Regions from separate parts of the Mus musculus genome. Here regions 1, 2, 3, 5 and 6 are each linked to region 4. A link is a contact called in public promoter capture Hi-C data. All regions are on one chromosome and are shown on one strand. The core of a region is the stretch at or near the end of the contact, and the rest is flanking DNA. Distances in the headings are between cores, read along the strand shown. Region 1 holds the start of Nek11 (NIMA (never in mitosis gene a)-related expressed kinase 11). Region 2 holds the start of Camkv (CaM kinase-like vesicle-associated). Region 3 holds the start of Ccdc71 (coiled-coil domain containing 71). Region 4 holds the start of Rad54l2 (RAD54 like 2 (S. cerevisiae)). Region 5 holds the start of Lamb2 (laminin, beta 2). Region 6 holds the start of Dag1 (dystroglycan 1).

Evidence for each region. Promoter capture Hi-C pulls out the DNA fragments that hold promoters and counts their contacts.
Region 1: a promoter capture Hi-C map of pre-B cells shows a contact between it and region 4, with 2.8 times the contacts expected there. The contact joins the promoter of Nek11 here to the promoter of Rad54l2 in region 4. A contact is called at or near these places in 2 of 39 promoter capture datasets (liver and pre-B cells).
Region 2: a promoter capture Hi-C map of pre-B cells shows a contact between it and region 4, with 2.3 times the contacts expected there. The contact joins the promoter of Camkv here to the promoter of Rad54l2 in region 4. A contact is called at or near these places in 2 of 39 promoter capture datasets (pre-B cells and stem cell-derived epiblast-like cells).
Region 3: a contact with region 4 is called in a promoter capture Hi-C map of pre-B cells, with 4 times the contacts expected there. The contact joins the promoter of Ccdc71 here to the promoter of Rad54l2 in region 4.
Region 5: a promoter capture Hi-C map of pre-B cells shows a contact between it and region 4, with 3 times the contacts expected there. The contact joins the promoter of Lamb2 here to the promoter of Rad54l2 in region 4. A contact is called at or near these places in 4 of 39 promoter capture datasets (the 3T3-L1 cell line, hippocampal neurons and pre-B cells).
Region 6: a promoter capture Hi-C map of pre-B cells shows a contact between it and region 4, with 2.1 times the contacts expected there. The contact joins the promoter of Dag1 here to the promoter of Rad54l2 in region 4.

The regions. Positions count from the first base shown.
Region 1 is chr9:105,394,036-105,397,202 of GRCm38.p6, forward strand. Nek11 (NIMA (never in mitosis gene a)-related expressed kinase 11) reads right to left here and starts at 1,252. Exons shown (of 16, transcript NM_172461.3): 1 at 1,161-1,252. It overlaps Aste1 (asteroid homolog 1), which reads left to right and starts at 1,327. Exons shown (of 5, transcript NM_025651.5): 1 at 1,327-1,630; 2 at 2,510-3,167. The coding sequence starts at 2,528.
Region 2 is chr9:107,934,224-107,937,367 of GRCm38.p6, forward strand. Camkv (CaM kinase-like vesicle-associated) reads left to right here and starts at 1,697. Exons shown (of 11, transcript NM_145621.2): 1 at 1,697-1,828.
Region 3 is chr9:108,458,520-108,462,134 of GRCm38.p6, forward strand. It overlaps Ccdc71 (coiled-coil domain containing 71), which reads left to right and starts at 2,034. Exons shown (of 2, transcript NM_133744.5): 1 at 2,034-2,098. It overlaps Gm51295 (predicted gene, 51295), which reads left to right and starts at 575; the gene lies at 575-641. It also overlaps a transcript of Klhdc8b not described here.
Region 4 is chr9:106,787,540-106,791,054 of GRCm38.p6, forward strand. It overlaps Rad54l2 (RAD54 like 2 (S. cerevisiae)), which reads right to left and starts at 1,674. Exons shown (of 22, transcript NM_030730.2): 1 at 1,441-1,674.
Region 5 is chr9:108,478,279-108,481,579 of GRCm38.p6, forward strand. Lamb2 (laminin, beta 2) reads left to right here and starts at 1,584. Exons shown (of 33, transcript NM_008483.3): 1 at 1,584-1,696; 2 at 1,780-1,865; 3 at 2,000-2,172; 4 at 2,260-2,395; 5 at 2,478-2,551; 6 at 2,956-3,144; 7 at 3,226-3,289. The coding sequence starts at 1,781.
Region 6 is chr9:108,262,266-108,265,510 of GRCm38.p6, forward strand. Dag1 (dystroglycan 1) reads right to left here and starts at 1,550. Exons shown (of 4, transcript NM_001276482.1): 1 at 1,360-1,550.

The DNA of each region.
Region 1 (3,167 bases), core at 2-2,501, 1.4 Mb before region 4:
ATGAAAATAGGACTTTACGCTGAATACTATGTACACCTTGGCATTAGGTTTTCATATTCAGCAATTCTAAAACAACGAGAAAAAAATAGTGTTATAGTGTTGACCTGTGGGCTCAACATTTACCACAAAACCTACAAGGACACTCAAACAGAAAAAAAAAAACTGCAAAACATAAAACCTATTTGTAATTTTGTCTTCTTTAAATAATGTACTAATCTGTGGTTTGATCTAGTCCCAGTGAGAGCAATGCCCCTCTCCTCAAGGAAACGTTACTAAAATCTGCAGAATCTAAAGAATAGGTCCTAAAAGGTACCTTCTGTTTGCTTCTTTGACTGGCATAAAAGTGGTGATTTCTAGATAAACTAGGCTGTTCAAAAAAAAAAAATGGCCTCTCTGTCGCCTTTCAGATCACTAATAATAATTCTCAATGTGGAGAGGCGATTAAAGTCCCCACTTAGTAAAGAGCTGAACTCAAGATGGAGGACCAAAGCTTCTATTTGTAATGGAGTAATAAACCCAGCAGTGTGTGAGCAGCCTCTCCAGGCTCATCACACAGAATCAGCTCTGTCGCCCTCATCTCAGTTGGTATCCATGGAATGTACACACACTGCAGGCTGGATCTGAACCTAGGGCAGAGGATGAACTTGGGTGCTAGGGACACAGGTTATGCTTGTATCCCTGGGGCCTAGCTAACAGCTGACATACAGTTGTTAGCAAACGTTTGGAGAGCGAAGAAAGATCCAGCATACCAAATGTGACCCAAAGACAAGTAAAGGAAAGAAAACATAATAGGAACTAGAAGAAAGCTGAGAGACGCCCACTTTGTGCTAACCATCCCTGGGGTACCCATCCCGCTGGGGCAGGTAAAGAGAAAGTCAAGTGTTTACCGATGGTAAGAACTGAGTGGTTTATGTCCATGTCAAAAAACCCAAAAAACTAGGAAGCTGTTTTGACCTGAGGTTCTGCTAACTAAATCTGACCTGAGAAGTAAACTCTAACCCTGAGGTAAAACGAAAAAACTTGTCTCTTCAACAAATAAACCTTAAGTTTTTCGCGGAGCGCGTGAATGTATATCGAGGAGCAGGGCGCTTAGTCTCCCGAAGGGGAATGCGGTCCAGGGGCTGTGGGACCCGGCTGCCCGAGAGATCCACTTTCATTACCTTTACAGGTCCCCAGCCTGCGGCGCCCGGCCAAGCCTCCGTCAGCCTAGAGCTCGCTGCCTCGGAGGGCGTGGTTGTTTAACATCGTCGCCACGGAGACGGCGCGGGGGCTGCTGGGAAGTCGACGTTCCGGCGTCCAATCCAACGGAAGCGCGCCGGACCCTTCGAGGCGTGGCGAAGCGAGCAGGGTGAGGAGGCGGCCGCAAGTGTGAGAGGAATGGCTCAACCTCTCACACCAAGTTCCCACCACCCGGCCCGAAAGCATTTTCTCCTCCAGGGAGAGCCCTCAGCTTCTCGGAGCCAGGCTTCCCAGTGACGTCGTTCGCAGCACTTCCTGTTTCCGCTCGCGGTCTTCCACGCACCCGCGGGTCTGCCGTTTCTCCCCGGGATCCTACCTGCTGCTGCTGGTGAAGTGAGCCGGCGGTCGGGCGGAAGCAGCCGGCGGATCCGGAGGGCAGGAGCAGGTTGAGGTAGGAAGATTGGTGGTTGAGGAATTAGATCCTACCTTTTCCTGCCCTTTGCTTGCATTCCTTGAGCTACTTCGCTCAAGGTCAAGTCATTAGTTTACAGTGAGTTCGCAGAAACCACATGACAAACCGGGAAAGACATGACGATTCAGAATTAAAAAGTGTTGAGATGTTGGCCGAGGTGGATCTGAGGTGAGATAAAAAATCAAGTGCAATAATGTAAGCTGATACCAAAGGCAAAAAATTCAGGAGGATGCATTTTTTTATGTGGTAGCCCCACAAAAATCAAAATGCAAAAATTCCAAGGTTGGCAAAACTTTCACGATTTTAAACACGGGCAAGGCTGGCAATAGCATCGTGCTAAGCGATATTTGAAGCCAGAGGCGAGGGGGGAAACCAGTAATACTAATCCTATGAGTTGTTAGCCAGATAGGCCATTAGTAAGGGGGTGTAAGAATCCAGTTGAGGTTGAAATTGTATACTTGGGATCCTAGAAGCATAAAGCTGTGTTTTTCCTTAGCTCAAACTACTCTCCAATGTACCCTACACTCAAGACCTGTAACAAGGGTCTAGTTATCCATAAGGAAAAAAAAAATTGGCTCATTATGTGTCTTATGCTGGGTTGTCATTTTTATAGCTTAGGACTTTTGGCCTTGACCCTCACAAAACAGATTTCTTCCTTTATCTCTATATGGGCTGCCATGAGGTGGTGTGGCCTAGATATAAGTTCTGTCTTCCACCTCCAATAATCCAATCAAGCAAAGTTCCTCAACAGCGTATCCTGCAGTTTGGGTCTTGATTGATTCTAGATATACTCAGATTGACAACCAAGAATAGCCATCAAAAAGACCAGCAATTGATTTTTTTTGTTTGTTTCAACAGGGATTTCTGTCGATCATCATGGGTATTCGGGGACTAATGAGCTTTGTGGAAGATTATAGTAATGAATTCTTCGTTGATTTGAAATTGCGGAACACAAAACTTATCATTGATGGCTATTCTCTCTTCCACCGACTTTGCTTCAATTCTGACTTGGAGCTCAGGTATGGAGGAGACTATGATTTATTCGCAGATGTTGTACAGAAATTCTTTGAATCACTGTTTGTGTGTCATATTTGTCCGTATGTTGTATTAGATGGAGGATGTGACATTTCAGATAAAAAGCTGACAACTTTGAAGGATCGAGCAAAAGAGAAGATCCAAGCAGCCCGTTCCCTTTCTCTTGGTGGGGGTGGGAATGTGTGCCCCTTACTCATCCGAGAAGTGTTCATACAGGTTTTGATCAGGCTTGAGGTATGTTTCGTACAGAGCTTTTCAGAAGCAGATCGGGACATTATGACACTTGCCAATCACTGGAATTGTCCTGTGCTATCATCGGATAGTGACTTTTGCATTTTTGACTTGAGAAGTGGGTTTTGCTCACTGAATAGCTTCCAGTGGAGAAATCTGAACACTATTAAAGATACACAAGATTACTACATTCCCGCCAGAAGCTTTTCCCTCAATGCATTCTGCCATTACTTCAACAACATGAACAAAG
Region 2 (3,144 bases), core at 447-2,946, 1.1 Mb after region 4:
ACCACAGCTCGAGGGACCAGTTGCTGCTTCCGTGCACATATGCCGGCAAGCACGCCTGGGTGCACACAGAGCACAGACACACACATGCCCGTGGGCATCGCTGCATACACTGTGCTGCTTCCATCTCCCTTGGTATAAGCTAGCACACATTCACGTGTATGCATATACCCTGCCACGTGCTGTCACCCACGTGCACACAGTGTGCACAGGATCAAGAAGTGGAATACTGCCAGCAGCAGGCAAAGCTTTAGGGAGCCACCCCTTCCACTGACTCTAAAGCCATAATCCAGGTTCTTGGCCCCATTCTTGGATAGATTGTGATCCTCAAGAAAGATAGAAGATGTGTTTGAGGTATGTCGGTTCTGCCAGCCATGTCTTGGCTACAACATAAACTTGGAGGCTCATTGTATTAGGGATAATAGAAAAGACTGCATGCCAGGCTTTTCCTTCCTTCTGCAAACATTAGTTGAGCATTGTGAGATTAGACATAGGCTCTGTCAAGTTTGCCAAAAGGTTCCTATCCAGTACTGGGATGGATGTTAATGGCCAAGACTCTTCGTACTCAGGGGCCCAGATACAATGATAACATGGCCTAGAGGAAGTGACCAGAGTCGGGGAAAGACATGAAGAACTCAACAACCCTTCTGGAAGAGGTTATCCAGAAACCCTGAAGCAATTTCTCTGGCAATCTTCTGGCTTCAGCCCCAAGTTCTTCACTTGTTGGGTCCCATCTGTCCTCAGCTATGGGTGGTAATGCAAATAGGCTTGCTCAACATGTGACCCTGTTCCCAGGATGGCTGGGCCGGGCAGATCACTAGCAGGGTAAGATGGAATGGAGCCTGGGTCCAGACAATGGAAAACCTAAATGTGGCCTTTATTTATTGTCTCAGGATGGTCCTCAGGACTTGATGGGCAGTGGGATGGACCTTCAGTCCTCTTGCCTCCTTGAGAAGGGACAGAAATATGGTTAAGAACTTCATTGGAAATTCCTTCCTAGTACTTCCACAATACCATAACCTAGCCCAGGTCACCTGGGTCATGTTGCTTAGGAAATGTTTAAGGATTATTACAAAGAGAAGAAAGCAGACCCCATGCTACATCATAGGTGACTTTTAGTTTGGGAAATTCAGAACTATACAGAGGGGACTGACTGAGCCAGCCATGAGGCTGGTAATTTAGTTGGGAAAGATTTTGGCTTCACAGGAGTTGGATGTAGGATGGTCTGAGGGCCTCACTGTCTTGTCATTTCCAAATTGATCACAATTGCACACATAGTCCTGTGTGTTTATTCCTGTCTAGGAGGTGCTCCAGGGACTGCCCATGTGGTTCTAAGTAGATCCAACCCTTTGGATCAGGGTTGGGGAACTGGGCAGGGCCCTGGTCTCCTGCAAACTACTTCTAGCCAGGAGACTCCTGTGCAGTTCCAGGACTCAGGTTCTTCTCCAAGTCCTCACTCCTAACTCCTTACTTCGGGATTAGGAAGGGCCCCTTCGCCTCCTGTTGCTGGGTTTTGAGTCTGATGGCCTAAGTGAGCCTAGCAGGTGTTCGCCGCCAACCTGCATGCGCCCTCCCTCGAGTGGGATTCCAGTCTCCGGGTCTGCCAGGGTGGGGGCGGGCCGGGCGAGGAGGCCCCGCCCCCAGCCCGCCCCCGGCCCGGGGTGCGAATCCGCTGCCAGAGAGCGACTGGCGATGCTGGAGGTTCTGGAGTCGAAGCGGCTGCAGCTGGCGCCGCGTCTGCCCCGCGTGCCCGGAGCGGATTCTGCCCGCCGCCCCCGGAGCCCTGCTGAGCGGGTTATCGCTTCCTGCCTGTGACCGACCAGCTTTGCAGGTGCGGAGCAGGGAGGGCTGGGCCGGTGGGGAGGGCGCCTCCTGGATGCACGTTGGGGGGCCTTGGGAGATTGTTTCCCTGGTTAGAGAATCCCCGCGCAGGATGCGCGCGATCACCGCGAGGACTCTGGGGGTCCCAAGCAGGGGCACAGCGCACCGTTTCTGCAGATGCGAGGTGGGGTGGCGTGCGGGGTTGGGCTAAAGTTCCCCATTACCTCTGACGGCTTGGGAGGGTCCCAGAGAAAGCCTCTGCAGCTCCGAATTGTAAAAAACATAAACCCTCGAAGATTCGTGGTGCCCCTTATAGGGGTAAAGGGCCAAGGGCCGAGCGGTCCATCCTCGCTCCTAGAGCGGTCTTCAGCCCCTCCCCAACTGCCCCTGGGGGCCCCCTCCCTCTGGTTTGGCAGTCACTAATTTCCATGACAACGGAGAGTTCTTTATGGGCGACAATCCGGAGGGGGCTGGGCGGGGCTGCTGCGGGGCTGGGGGAGGAGGTTCTAAGCCCGAGTGGACTATTGGCCCCCAAGCTAAGTTCAGGCTTCCAAGCCTTCTGAGGGTCTTTTGTCAAGGGAGGTGGGGGCGCAGCGCACTGACACACGTGCGAGGTGGGGGTGCGGGGCGCACATGTTTCTGCTGGGAGGTGCGGGGCTTGCTGCTCACACGTGTGCCTCCCGCATGTGTGTTGCTGTGCCAGCGGGGGCGAGCCAGCAGCACTGGGGAAGGGGGTCAGAGTGGTACCATGGTGAAGAGCAGGGACTCTGCCTGGAGTCGCAGGGGACAATTAAAGCGTTAGCCTCTCTGTCTTTTTCAGCTTGCTATTGCTTGACAGGAGACCCTGGGCTTTTGAGCCCCAGCCCCATGAAGGGCTGCCAACTGCTCCCCGACCCCAAACCTGTTCTAGCAGGTTCCTTCCTAGAGAACAGGGCCCCCTTTTCCTCACCAAAAGCTCCTAGCTGGTCTATACGACTCTAGTGGGTCTTTTGCACACCAGCCTCCAAACACAGGCTCAGGCTTTGGGGCCCCCAGGACCACCTTTGCAGAAGTAGGCTGGCTTCCCCTCCCCCTCTGAGTTGATTACTGGCAGATTCAGTGACTTCTGAGCCTCCCTTTCCTAACTTGGAAATTAGTATCTCCATTCCCTTCATAGCCAGGATGGGACAGAGGTCTCCCTTTTTTTCCCCTCATTTAGTGTGGATCCCCAGGCGCCCTACCCTGGCTCTGTATATATCTGCTGCAGGCCCTTCTCTGTGTCTTCATTCCCTGGTGGCTACCAATTAGCCGGCTGGTGGCAGTCCTCTGCTCTGTTCAGGGAAACTG
Region 3 (3,615 bases), core at 784-3,283, 1.7 Mb after region 4:
GTTGTGAGCCACCATGTAGTTGCTGGGATTTGAACTCAGGACCTCTGGAAGAGCAGTCAGTGCTCTTAACCGCTGAGCCATCTCTCCAGCCCCGGCTCTGGCTTTTCAAAGTAGGACCTATTAAAGCAAATCTTTCCCAAACTGTATCTTAACCCACCTGGTCAACCAGTTGTCTCCGATAAGATGGATGTGGCTTCACCTCACCAATGACCATGGAAGATGTCAAGTAGAGAGCAAGGGATGGACCATGGAAATGCCTCAGGTGTCTTCCCACCTCAACCTCGCTGCCTCAGGTTACGCCGATGTAGAGCCAGCAGCTGTCAAGAACCAGGTCAAGTGACAGCTGTGCTCTGATGAGAGTCCCACATCAGTTGTAACACCAAGGTGTATCCCCCTTTGATAGCTAGGTTCCCTCACTTTCACCGTTCCCTCAGTAGCCATAGAGAGAAGGAACAGAGAGAGAATGGACCCAGCCTTCTTGTCCTCCATTTTGCTCTGACCTCTGGGTTTGATAATGCAAGAGAGGAATCTCCTTCTAGGGCACATTTGGCCTGCTAGAGCACATCTGGCCTGCTACTATGCCTGGAAGGCACCAAGCTCTGCCTCTTGGCAGAAGTGGCTTCTGTTTGCATAGTTATGGCTCATCCTGGTGTAGGTCCATAAGGCCCTTTTTCTCTACCAAGAGAAATGACTGGAGGTACTGACCCCAGACTGCCCGCAGATTTTGTGGTTCCTCTTGGGTACTTGGCTACCCAGAAACTGTCAGGAGTCTCCTGTCGGTGCCAAAGCTCTGAGAAGTAAACAGGCATCAAGTGAGGCCTTGGGTATTGATGGGTGGTTGATACTTATCTTTAAAGATGACAGATCCCTCTACATAGGCTGGGAAACACAGAACAGCTAAGGATCTTTCAGTCGTACAAAAGAGGAAGAAGGCTAGTATCCAGCTCCCACATGAAGCACTTCAAACACCCTTGTCTACCTACCCCAAACTCTTAGACAGGTCCAGATGCCTTCACTCCCTCATCCATGAAACCAAAGCTTTCCTGATGCCTCCTAAACTGGACTAGGAAGCATCTGACAAGGGGGTCCTTTCCTTAAAGCTGTGAAGCCAGGCATGGCAGCACATGCCACCTTTGATCCCAGGAATCCAGGGCTATGTAGGGATACACTGTCTCCAAAAAGGACAAGGTTTGGAAAATATGCTGACTGTTCATCTGAGGTCTCAGATTCCTAGAGTTAGTTTTAACCTGTGTCCTCAAATACTGCTGAGGAGAGGGCTCTGTAACTAACCATCTTGTGTTGTCTACAGGACATAGGTAGGACTGAGTTTGCAATCTCTTTGCCAACAGAGCCAACGGATTCTGGGCACTGTAACGACTGAAAAGTGTTACTTTGTGCCATTCGAGGTGCTTTGGCTGAGCCAGATCTTGGCACTCCACTGTGTATACATACCTGAGCAAGTATATTCAGGCCCACATTGATGTACTGTGACTTACAGACTGGCCATCTACAGCCCCAGGCTGCTGTGTATTACTTGTGCCTACATGTATATACCAGCTTTTCATGCAGTGTGCCAGGGTTAAGCCCATTCTCAGGAGAGGAGCGCCTGCTACTCTTTCAGGAAGTACTTGTGTGGTGAAACAAGGGGACTTTCCTGAGATAATCCCTGTCAGGCACACTCTCTTCTGATCAGGTGCCAGAGAAAGAGTAAGGTCCTGGGGTGTAGAATAGCATAGAGCTTGCCAGGAGTCACTTTGACTCCTATATTACCAGGACATTTTAGAAAAGTGGTCCTTAGTCCAATCCTGACTGGGATCCTGTGACTTTTGCCTTCTATGTGCACAGGCTCCCATACTGGATCAGATAGGTTTGGACTTGTCACCTCCGAGGCCACCCCCTCCAGGCAGCCCTCCGAAGTACTCAACCTGCTCCGCCCCCAGACTTGGGGGGGGAGGGGAGAGTTCTAGGGGTCAAGGGTCACCAGGCGGGCTAGATCCCGGAAGCGGAAGCACGGTGTACTTCCGGCGCGCAGCAGGCGGCCATGTTGGAGCGGCGGAGGCGGCGCAGAGGTGCGTCCTGGGTCCCCGCGGCGGCGCCGGTAGGTTGGAGCCGCGGGCCTAGCGGTGGTGCGGAGTGGCTGCCCATGAGGCCACAGGGCGGCAGGGCGAAGGGACTGGGTGGCCGGCCCTTCCGGGATCCTCATTTTCCCAGGGCTTGGCCGAGACACCCCACCCCTACCCAGGACCCCACCCTGGGGGTTCTGAGGATCCTGTCGGGCGACCACTGCCCACCTTACACATTTCGCCGCCGCCGTAACCCCGACTCCCCGTCGCCGTTCAGGCCCCGGGGCCTCGGTCTCCCCGCCTGAGGGCCCCGATCTGCCCCTGATCCCAGTCCGCCCGATTAGTATGCCCGCCCCCAGTCTTCTGTCAACTTCCTGTGCTGGCCCCAAAGGAATGTGTGAAGGCAAAAGTCAGCCTGGCTGCAGCCTCTGTTTACAAAGCTTCTTGAGAGCCAAGAAGCACCCTCCCTCCCATGGGCTCAGAATGACCTAGGCAAAGAGCCCCTTGGTCCCCGCCCCGTAATATGAGCGCCGGAGGTTTGGGGTGGGAGGTAGGTCGTCCCCCTCTGTCCTACAGTTCATAGCCCACCCATTCAAAACATAAATAAATAAATAAATAAATAAATGAAAGCATTAACTTGGATTGTACTTGAAGAGCATCCTCTGGGGAGGGGAAGTGCCTCAGACACCTGAGGATCCAAGAATGTTTCCAAACAAAGAGCCCCAGGGCACTTTCTCCGGGGAGTCTGAGGACTGTGTGTCTGCTTCATTAGAGCTGTGCAGAGCGGCGGCACAGACGGGCTCCTAGACTCCAGGGACCTGTCTCATCCCAGCTGATCTTTTAACGCTCCGGTGCAGCTGGGGAATTTACCTTTTGACTCGGGAAGCCCTCAGATGCTGCGTTGGAGTGCTGGGTGTAACTTCTGAGTGACAGCCATGGCTTCCTTAAGGAAGCATAGGACGATTTGAGTGGTCCCAGACAGCTGCATCTGTTGGGACCACTAACATCTAAGGTCTGTTGCCTTTTAAGCGCTACGGCTTGGCCTACCTTCCTAGTTGGAATCTTTCCCTGTCCTTTGTCGTCAAACCTTGAACTCCTTGGTCTCGTTGCCTGGTCTCTTGCTTGCCTTAGAGATGTTTGCAACTGTCTTTTTTTTTTGGGCGGGTCTGTGTCTTATATTGGGTTTGAACTCCAAGACTAGAGCTAGGAATCAGGTCACTGAGTATCCTGTCTATAGACTCTGGTAAGGAGATGAGCCACCCCCTGCACTGGAACGTTGGCAGTTGGATGAACAGTGGTGGGGTGGACATCAGGTGGTGTAAGTCTGGGTCTTTGGGCCTATGTTCAAAGGCCTTAGTCTGTCTTCCTCAGCTACAGCCTGGCCTTCATCCATATGGTCCGTACTCTTCTTTACTTGATAGCCTCTGCAGGAGTTGCTACCCTTTTTGCTCCATTTGTACCTGCTCCTTTTTTGGTTGGCACGCAGACAGATAGGTAGATGTTACTGCTTCCAGGAGTCCTTCCCTAACCTATTAGAAGCTGGCTTGGAGAG
Region 4 (3,515 bases), core at 424-2,923:
CTCAACACAATTAATATTTGTAGTGAAGATAAAATCCTGTGAGAGCAAGGATGCTGAGATGATAACGACAAAGATTTAGCAGATTCAATGTAATCACTTCATGGCAGTAAGAGATAATGAAACTTCATGAATTTAGGGGTCTAAAGAGCTTTGAGCAGCAGAAATTATAAAGATTTTTTTTCACATCCTCCTCTATAGTTACATATATTAAAATATACCAAAAAAAAAAAAGTTAGTGAAGCCTTTTACATTAGTTTGGGCTTAGAAGAATTGTACTGAAAGCTCCAAGAATTACAACATACTATGGGGTCTAGGTTTGTGGATCATTACAAACAATAGCCACAGTGCTAAAAACAAAATATGAGTCACAATTCAAAAAAGAGGGCAAAGGGGGAAAAAATGAACAGAGAAAAGCTTTAAAGTCAAATACCATTAAGAAATTTGTTACTTAAATGACTGCCGGCGACAGCCACCACACTGACTTTGGAGTAAGAAGGAAAGGTCCACACTGTCCTCTCCTCTAGAACAAATTCATTAAGCCCCCCCAAATACCCATTCCAGCTTCAAAGTCCAGGCATCAACAGTCAGCCACATCCGCCAGCAAGAGCAGTAATCTAACAGATCTGAGTCACACACTCCCCCGCAGTAAGAGGTCATTCTCTAGCAGGAAGCCCACTCTGCAAAGTGCTCTTGTTCTACTCCCAGACAGCCACCATGACCCACATAAAGCCAATTCTTCGACCCCAGAAGCTGCCGGCCATCTTCTCCCTCCCTCCCCAGCTCGCATCGGCCTTTTCCTAACCCAATGCAGCTAACACTACTCCTGTGACAAGTTTCCTACCTGAGAACCACTCTTAACTCGGATACATCTTAGCCGTGAAGGATCCATCTAGCTCCTAGCTCAACTCTTTTGTGCCCAACTAAGCTCGTGCCTTTCCAGGAACTACTCACCAATTACCTCAGAGAAGCTAAACTCTCCATGCCTCTTCTCCCCAAACCCGACTCAGCCTAACAAATTCTCAGACGGCCCGAGGGAGTTCAGAGACCCACACCTATGTCCACTAGGGACCAAGCCACAGGGGTCCCTAAAATTCGAACCACAATCCCTCTCCCTCAAACCACGGCACGGTTTGCCGGTGTTATAATATAACATCAGGAGCGCATAGCCACTGTAGTTCAGTCTCGGTAATTACGACTGCCTTCCTTGACAACGAAATCCCAAAATATCAAGCCACTGAAGTCCCGGGTGGATGCCAAGACCCCCTCCAAGCCTACAGTCACTGGAGTTTCCCAGGTCGGACGCAGCTCCCCCCAAGGCCCAAGCCGCCAGGAGTAGCTTGCTACCCCAGGCTGCTGCACGCCGGGGACTCTGGCCGCGTCCCCATTGTTGCGGGTCCCAGCGGCCCCGGCAGGGAGTAAGGGGACCGCAGGGGCTCTCACCTCCCGTGCCACGGATCCGGGCCGCACCGGACCGGGCTGGGCCGTAGGACCTCGCGTTCTGCCGCACCCTCTTGGACAGTGTCTGCGGCGGCGGGAGCCGGAGAAGCGGCTGAGGCGGGAAGCAGCCAGCCAGGCCCGGGCGCCGCAGGCTGGCTCTGGCCGAGGGTCGGTCTTCTCCGGCGGCGGCGCTCTCAGCCTCCGCTCGCGGTCCGCGCCAGAAAGCTTCCCCCTCCCGGCCCTCTCACCCGGCCACCCGGGCGGGAACACAAGCCACCCGCAGCAAAGTTCCGCTGTGAGTCCTGTTGTTCTTTCCCAGGGAAAGACACTAAACGGCGATTCTTGGGTGAGTAAGGTGTATTTACTACAGAGGACCTTTTCATGAATAAGTGAGACTAAAAAAATAAAATAAGAAATAAAACAAAATCGAAAACAAAAACAATCCCATGCTAGAACCTGCCTGGAACTGGTAGAGCCAACTGAATGGATTTTACTAACTACCAAAAACACACACTTATCAGTACAAATGAGCCTGAGCTCCTACACTTCTCAATTTGGTATTACGTCAAAACATACCGGGAACGAGATAGTGCGGATATGAGGTGTAAATTCGTTGAGGGTGCTGTCAAAAGTCAATGCTACTACAGCTGTAGCTTCCAACAAAAGTTGTTCTTCCTTGAATTGATGCATGCCATTGTAATTCTCGGTCTTCCTCCCTTCCTCCCTACCTGTCCGTGGTTCCTGTTGACTGCAGCTGTCTCCAGAAAACTAGCAGAGGCGACGGCCGAGTTGGGAGGGGGGAGTACTGCGGAGGGGGGATCGCACTCAAACGTAGGTTTCTCCCTGAAGTTGGAGATTGTTATGCTCCACTTTCTTATGAGCTGTATTGTTGTCTCTTTCCACTACATTACCTTGGCTCTCCACCCGCAACCCCCACCACCGCCAAAGTGAATATGAGCGAAAGATGAAAATATTGGGTATGTGGGTCTGGTTTTTTTTTTTTTTAAGTTTTTTTTGTTTGTTAGGTTCATTATTGGTTTTTGTTGTTGTTGTTTTGGTTTTTCGAGACAGGGTTTCTCAGAAATCCACCTGCCTCTACCTCTCAAGTTCTTGAATTAAAGGCATGTGGCACCAGTCCAGTTATTAGAACCATCTCTCAAATTACAAAAGTTTAAATATGTACAGATAATAGCCCTATAAATGACCAGAGGGACAAAAATGAGACCAGAGACTCTAAAGGAGCCTTACTTATTATCTCTCTTCACATAAGTGAGCTTATATGAAGAACTTATTTCTCTTTCATAACTGAGCTTGGAGTAACAGGAGCCAACAATGGCTCCCCGCCCTCCCCCACCGCCGTCCCGTTCCCCCCTCCCTCCCCGTGATAGAAGTTTCTTCTATTCTTTCCTCTCAGGAAGCCACTGTTCTGAAACATATAGATGGCTATTGATGGCTCTTCATTCAAATAAACTTAAAAGAGCTGGGCAGTGGTGGCGCACGCCTTTAATCCCAGCACTTGGGAGGCAGAGGCAGGTGGATTTCTGAGTTTGAGGCCAGCCTGGTCTACAGAGTGAGTTCCAGGACAGCCAGGGCTACATAGAGAAACCCTGTCTCAAAAAACCAACTCCCCCCCCCCAAAAGAGCTGGTCTTCCTTGCTAATAGTCAAGTGGATCTATTTTTGAAAGTTTTCTTTGTTTTCCTCGTGAAATTAAAAACGGATTAGGCTTTTTGGAAATTCAAATTGAACCTAGAAGGCAACAGTAGGAGAAGCCCTAATTTAAGGCTAGCCATTGAGAGAGAGAGAGAGAGAGAGAGAGAGAGAGAGAGAGAGAAAGGCATAAAAAGAGAGGGGAGAGGGCAGGAATGAGGAGAGGGGAGGGGGAGAGGAACGGGGAGGGTAGAGAGGAGAGAAGAAGGCAGGGGAGGGGTCGAGGGGAGGGGAGAGAGAGGGAAGGGAGAAAGAGTTAGAGAGGAAGGGAGGGAAGGAGAGGAAAGGAGGAAGACAGGAGACTGGAGGGGAATGTGGTATCTGCCAGAGGTGTCAGGCACTGCCAATACAATACGCCTGCCGGAGAAG
Region 5 (3,301 bases), core at 334-2,833, 1.7 Mb after region 4:
ACACACATCTCTTACTAAAGAAGAACCAGGAGGGGTGAGTTCAAGGTTAGCCCTAGAAACAGGAGATTCTGTCTCAGAAATAAAAAACAAAACGGACAGCTGGGCATGGTGGCGCACGCCTTTAATCCCAACACTGGGGAGGCAGAGGCAGGCAGATTTCTGAGTTCAAGGCCAGCCTGGTCTACAAAGTGAGTTCCAGGACAGCCAGGGCTATACAAAGAAACCCTGTCTCGAAATAAATAAATAAATAAATAAATAAATAACCCTGTCTCTAAATAAATAAATAAATAAATATGACTCTATGATGTCCCTCATTGGCCGTCTAACCTTGAGACTAGAACTATCATGTAACTCCCTCTAATGCCCTTAGCCCCATCCTGCCCCTTTATCGAGTGATCTAAAATTCTGACCTATCACCTCTAGCATACCAGAGCTTCCCTAGATTGCTCACAGGACTCCTCTAGGTGACAGGAGAGTCTACTCTAGTGACAGGGAAAATCAGCGGATTGACTGCCCCGCCCCCATCCTCCTTTGTGAGGCGGAAAGTTTCCTCTGAACTTTCAGCTTTCCCACAGGCGCCTGCAGCTTCCAGTAATCTTTGCTTGATCTCCAGCAGTCTGTTCATAGCGGTGGCACTCAAAGCAAGCCGTACGGACCTGAACCCACCCTCTTCCCGCCTGAAGTCCCAGGGGTCTGGGTGGGGCGCGCGCCTAGTGGGTGCGCGCATTCCAACCCTCCGCTCCCGGGCTGCCAGGCGACTGGAAAGTCCGGCGTGGATAAATAGTCACAAGATTCGGATTCACTTGTTGCTGGTGGTCCAGAGTCTGTCACCCAGAACCCATCCTCTGGGTAACTGAGTAGCCACAGCCCATTTTAATCAGGAAACAGGCAACCTTTCTCGCAACCCATTTGCTGGAGTGCTTATGGACGGTCGAGTTCCTCGGAGTTCTGTTTCAGGCAGTAGTGCGTGGCCTTTCCAGTATCTCCGAGAGCTCAGTCCTAGTCTATCCTTTGGGGCGTCCTAAACCTTTCCACAGGTACAATAGAATTCTAGCTTGCACCTTTCCCATCCATCTCCCGACTGATGCTGTAACCCTGGGAGCCCCGCGGCTGATTTGTGGTTTCCATAGTGACACCAGGACAAAGGCCATAAGCTCCTTCCATCTGCCTTCCTGATACACAAAGATCACAAACCTCTCGATTTACCTCTGCCACCCGCCAACTCCACGAGCCCTCTTCCTGTCCCCTGAATGCCATGCTTGCCAGCAACCCCTGGTTCACATCGGGACTTAAGGGATCCGATGAAGATATGTGGACCAGGATGCTCTGTCTTTGAGCAGCCTACTCTAATTTCTTTTTGGATGCTCCCTTTTAGTTCCTCGAACTAAGCTGCTTCTTTGCTAAGTACACATCTGCTAAATAAACTTCAGCTTAAAAAGAAAGTGGATGAAGTAACCAAAGTCTGGTTCTTAGGATGAGGGTTGTCTGCAGCGGGCAGGGGTATGGTAGGGGGTGGGGTGCTATCCTCAGTTATAATCCTATTTTAGATCCACTCCGTGTTTTACTTCCTTCCCTTGCTTTCCAACTTTACTCAAAGTCGTCAGAGTCTCTCAGATTGTGGAGGAGTGACTGCTAGGTCCGACCCTGGACAGATTGAGGGCCTGGAGGGACACCAGCCCAGTACCCACACGGTCGGGTCAGCATCAGCCCCAAGGGAGGTGGTGGGCTTTCGTCTGTGGACTCTTTATCTCTCTTTATCTCTATTTTACTTTTCTTCAGGATGGAGTGGGCCTCAGGAGAACCAGGGAGGGGCAGGCAGGGACAGCCTTTGCCATGGGAACTTCGCTTGGGCCTACTTCTAAGTGGTGAGGGGGCCTGGTGAGGCCTAAGGTTGTGGGATGTGATGGTAGGTCCAGGGGTGGCAGGCTGTTCCCAGGGGCCCAAGGGATGGGGCTAGTCACCAGGAGTCCTGCTGAGCTGATTGACCCACTGTCCTCAGTGCTGGCTGCCACATTGGCCCAGGCCCCGTCCTTGGATGTACCTGGCTGTTCTCGAGGAAGCTGCTATCCAGCCACCGGTGACCTGTTGGTGGGCCGTGCGGACAGACTGACGGCCTCATCCACGTGTGGCTTGCATAGCCCTCAACCCTACTGTATTGTCAGTCACCTGCAGGTGCTTCTGGGGCCCCAGAGGAGAGGGCTGGGTCAGGGTGGGGTCGGCCCCAGCTAAGGTACCTATCCTACACTCCACCCAATCCAGGACGAAAAGAAGTGTTTCCTGTGTGACTCCCGACGTCCCTTCTCTGCTCGAGACAACCCAAATAGTCATCGGATCCAGAATGTAGTCACCAGCTTTGCGCCACAACGCCGGACAGCCTGGTGGCAATCGGAGAACGGTGAGCCCCTGAGTAGGTCATCAGGATGACTAGGGCTTGTAACCAGTAACCGCAGAACCTTGACCCCCTATTCCTGCTGCAGGGGTTCCAATGGTCACCATCCAACTGGACCTGGAAGCTGAGTTTCATTTCACCCACCTCATTATGACGTTCAAGGTGCCTGCGCGTCAGCGAACCCGCCTGATTTTGCTTTGCTTCTCAGTACCCCCTAACAGAGTCCTAGCTCTACAACGAAGCTTCCCTGAGCTCCTGTGTTGTGCTCTATGTGTGAAGCATGGTCACGTCCTGCATGGCTTCCATAGTTGAACACCTCTGCACATGCTCTCTTGTGCCCCATTCCTAGGCTAAGTCAGATACAGTCTCTCTGGGTCTCGTGGTATTTTAACCTGCCTGTCAGAGGTGGCTGTCCTCCCTGGTCTGATCATGGTCTGGCTTTCCTAGTCTTTCCCATGTGTCTGAGATGCTCAGCAGTGATCATGACTAAGCAGAGCTCTCCGTAACCTAGGCTGGACTGAAGTCCTGGTTCCTGCTAGTCAGACATGTCCTCCTTCCCCATCCAGACGTTCCGGCCTGCTGCTATGCTGGTGGAGCGTTCTGCAGACTTTGGCCGCACCTGGCACGTGTACCGATATTTTTCCTATGACTGCGGGGCTGACTTCCCGGGAATCCCACTGGCCCCGCCACGTCGCTGGGATGATGTAGTGTGTGAGTCCCGCTACTCAGAAATCGAGCCGTCTACGGAAGGCGAGGTAAGGGCTGGGACCCAGCTAGTGGGGTCTGTGATGGACGTGAAGCGAGGTTCATTATCTGTGGACTTCTTGCCCTGCTAGGTCATCTATCGTGTGCTGGACCCTGCTATTCCTATCCCAGACCCCTACAGCTCACGGATTCAGAGTGAGTGTTCTA
Region 6 (3,245 bases), core at 300-2,799, 1.5 Mb after region 4:
GGCCCCCAAGTCCTACCCAGAAGTCCCCAGGGAGTAAAGTCAAACATTTACTAAATGAATGCATCTTGTCAAATCAGGTTTTTTAGAATGATGAGGACTTGTCCGGTGACAATTTCAACAGAGGTACATATCAACAATGCTTGCACATTCCCACCCGGTGCTGCCTGCATAGTGCTACTTACTCCTACCTTCACACAGGATCCCACACGCCTTGCAACTAACTCCCTAGTGAGATCTGATTTCTCCAATAGCCCCTATGTCCTTTAAGCACGCTGACCATGTCCTTGACTTCAAGGCAAAAAGAACTTCAATTCTCCATATTTAAACCATCGATCTGTACAACCCGTTACCGTGGAATTCTTTTTCTAAACTAGAACATTCTGAAAGTATGTCTCTTGCTCATTAAGCACAATATATACTAATATGATTGCAACACCCCATCTCCATCAGATTCCAAAACATCTGGAAGCACACCCAACTCTAGCTGGAGTTATGTTCTATAAACACCACCCTCACTTCACGAGTCTGGCTTCCACGCCAAGAACTACTTCTACTCGCTTATTTAGGGAAACAGCAGGCTGGACTCTCAAGTTAGACCTCTAGGCTATAAAGGTACTGTCCCAGACTAGGCGGACCAGTCAAAACTTCGTCATCACCACGAAAACTAATCTTGATGTAATTCAACTTAACAAAAGCTTCTCAAATTGTAGAGATTAAGAGGTGTGTTTTTAATTGCCCGTTGAGTTTGTCAATAAATGAACTTGGGAGTTATAGCAAAGGACTCTGAGTCAACATGGTGTTCCCTCTGGGAACATTTTCCAAATATACTCGCAAGTGAACCTGATTTCCCAAATACCCACTGCAAAGGTAGTAAAGGAGTCTCCCACAGAAGCGCAACCGAGGGGGAGGAAAGAACCCCAAGACTCGGAGCAGCTCAAAGCAAGAGGCGGGGGCGGCGCCCTTCCCAGCCTCTGGCAGGAGCCCCACAGTAGAGATGCCTCCTAACTGGGCCGCGACCCCCACTGGCAACCCGGAGGCAGCCCGCAGGCCGCACACGCCCGCGGCCGATGCACAGGCCCCGCGTTCCCGGGAGCGCGGGCCGGGGCCGAGGCCTGGCCCGTCGCCGCGGCGCGCAGCTCCGGCCTCAGCCTTCAGCTACCGGACGGAGAGCCGAGGGGCGGCTCCGCACGGACGGCGGCGGCGCCGCCTCCTCACCCGCAAGGACGTCCGTGGCCGTGTCCCCGCCCCGGGCCGAAAGGGAGCAGCAGCAGGTGTTCCGCGGAAGGCTCGGTCGGCTGCAGCGGGGATCCCGGCCCCAGCAGGCAGGCACCGGGAGGCAGAGGCGGGAGGCGCACTCACCCAGCACCACGGGCAGGCCGCGGCAGGTGTTCGCTCCTCCGGGCCCAGGGACACCGCCGCCACTCCCCGGGGACTCCGCGCGAAGCTACCGCCGCTGCCGCCCCCGAGCCCCAGGAGCGCGAGCGCCGCGCCGCAGCCTCCGCGCGATCACGTACCGAGCGGTGAGAGGGCGCCGAGCGCGAGGGCGGGGCGCGCGGCCGGAGCCTAGCAACCGCCTGACACGCGAGTGCCGCAGCCAATCCCACGGCCGACTCGGAGCGGCGCCGACTAGCCTTCAGCGCGCGGCCCGCTTCTGCCTGCGTCGCTAGCCCCGCAGCGCGCCGCACCCGCGCACAGGCCCCGCCCCGTCCCGCACCTCTCTGCCCATTGGCCTGTCACGCCCCCGCCCCAAAAGCCACGCCCCGACGTAGAGGCCCCGCCCCCGAAGTCGACCAAGTGGGTCCCGGGACACGCCTTAGCCAGTCCGGGTAGCTGGGAGCGCTTGCTAGCTGGGGTGGGGGAGGGGCACCTTTCCCAACTTCTCCCGAAGAATAAATCGAGGTATGGACAGGCCGGCGAACCGGTCCGGCCACAACAAGCCACCACACAGCTGCCCCCTAATTTCCTTCGAGCAAAACGCAAGCGGTATCTAAACCATTCAAACACTCAGGAAGCGCCCTCCCAATTGCAAAGGAAGAGAGGCCTTGTTACCCTCTCCTTAATATGGATGGAGAAACTAAGGCCAGATCCGGGTGGGTGGGCAGGAAGGTAACCCATTTCTTTAGTGCTGGCCATACAACAGGCTTCCCCTCCCCCTCCTTGGAAAGCTAAAATCCAATGCCTCCTCTGGAGCTCAAAATAGCTCTGACCCGCTAGCACAGGTCACTCACCCCCCGGTGGCCCACATTCTTTAGATGGGTGGTTACTGCTAGAATCTGGCCTCCCCCATTTATGGAGGGTCCTAAAGTAGTTCTTAACTCTCCTGGGCTCACCAGAGGGCCCAAACTCCAGAGACTGGAGATTTAACAAGTTACTAAACCTGACAGTGCATAATACCTGTGGAAATCAGAACTGTGGTAGGCTCTGCTCCCTTCCTAACTGACCCCACACTGCTAGAAGGAATCCATTCCTCTTTGGCCTAGGGCCAGGCTGGAGTTTCAGACACAAGCTGTTATCAGTAAACTCATTCTGAATACAGACCCGGCGGCTACTCAGCCTGGGATTCCTGCCTAAAGGACGGGCAGTTCTCTTCAGAAGAGTCTAGGAGAAAAAATTTTCAGGAAGAAATGCCCTACCTCAAATACCTGTTTGCAATTTCTCAATTCTTACGTGACTAACTCATAGAGCCTAGAAAAGGAAGAGGAACTAAAATCCAGGAGAGCAAGAGCAGGCCATCCCTTGGATGTTAATAAACTGAAGAGTTAATGGCTTCTCAGATTCTGACTTTAAGACTGTACCATTTTAGAAAGGCTGAGAATGAGCTGGCCATGGTTGCTGCCGTCTGTAATCTTTACACTCATAAAGCTGCGACTTAAGGATTGCTGTAAATTGAAGGCCAGTCAAGGTCGCATAATGAGTCTCCAGGCCAGTTTGGGCTATAGAGTGATACCTTGTCTCAAAAACTAATCAAGGGCTTCAGAGATTACTTAGACAGTAAAGACATTACTGATGACTTAAGTTGGGTCCCCACAACCCACATGGTGAAAAGAAAGAACCAACTCCAAGCACAATAAAAACATAAGATATAGGGCTGGAGAGATAGCTCAGCGGTTAAGAGCACTGACTGCTCTTCCAGAGGTCCTGAATTCAGTTCCCGGCAACCACATGGTGGCTCACAACCATCTGTAATGGGATCTGATGCCCTCTTCCGGTGTGTCTGAGGACAGCTACAGTATACTCATTTGAAA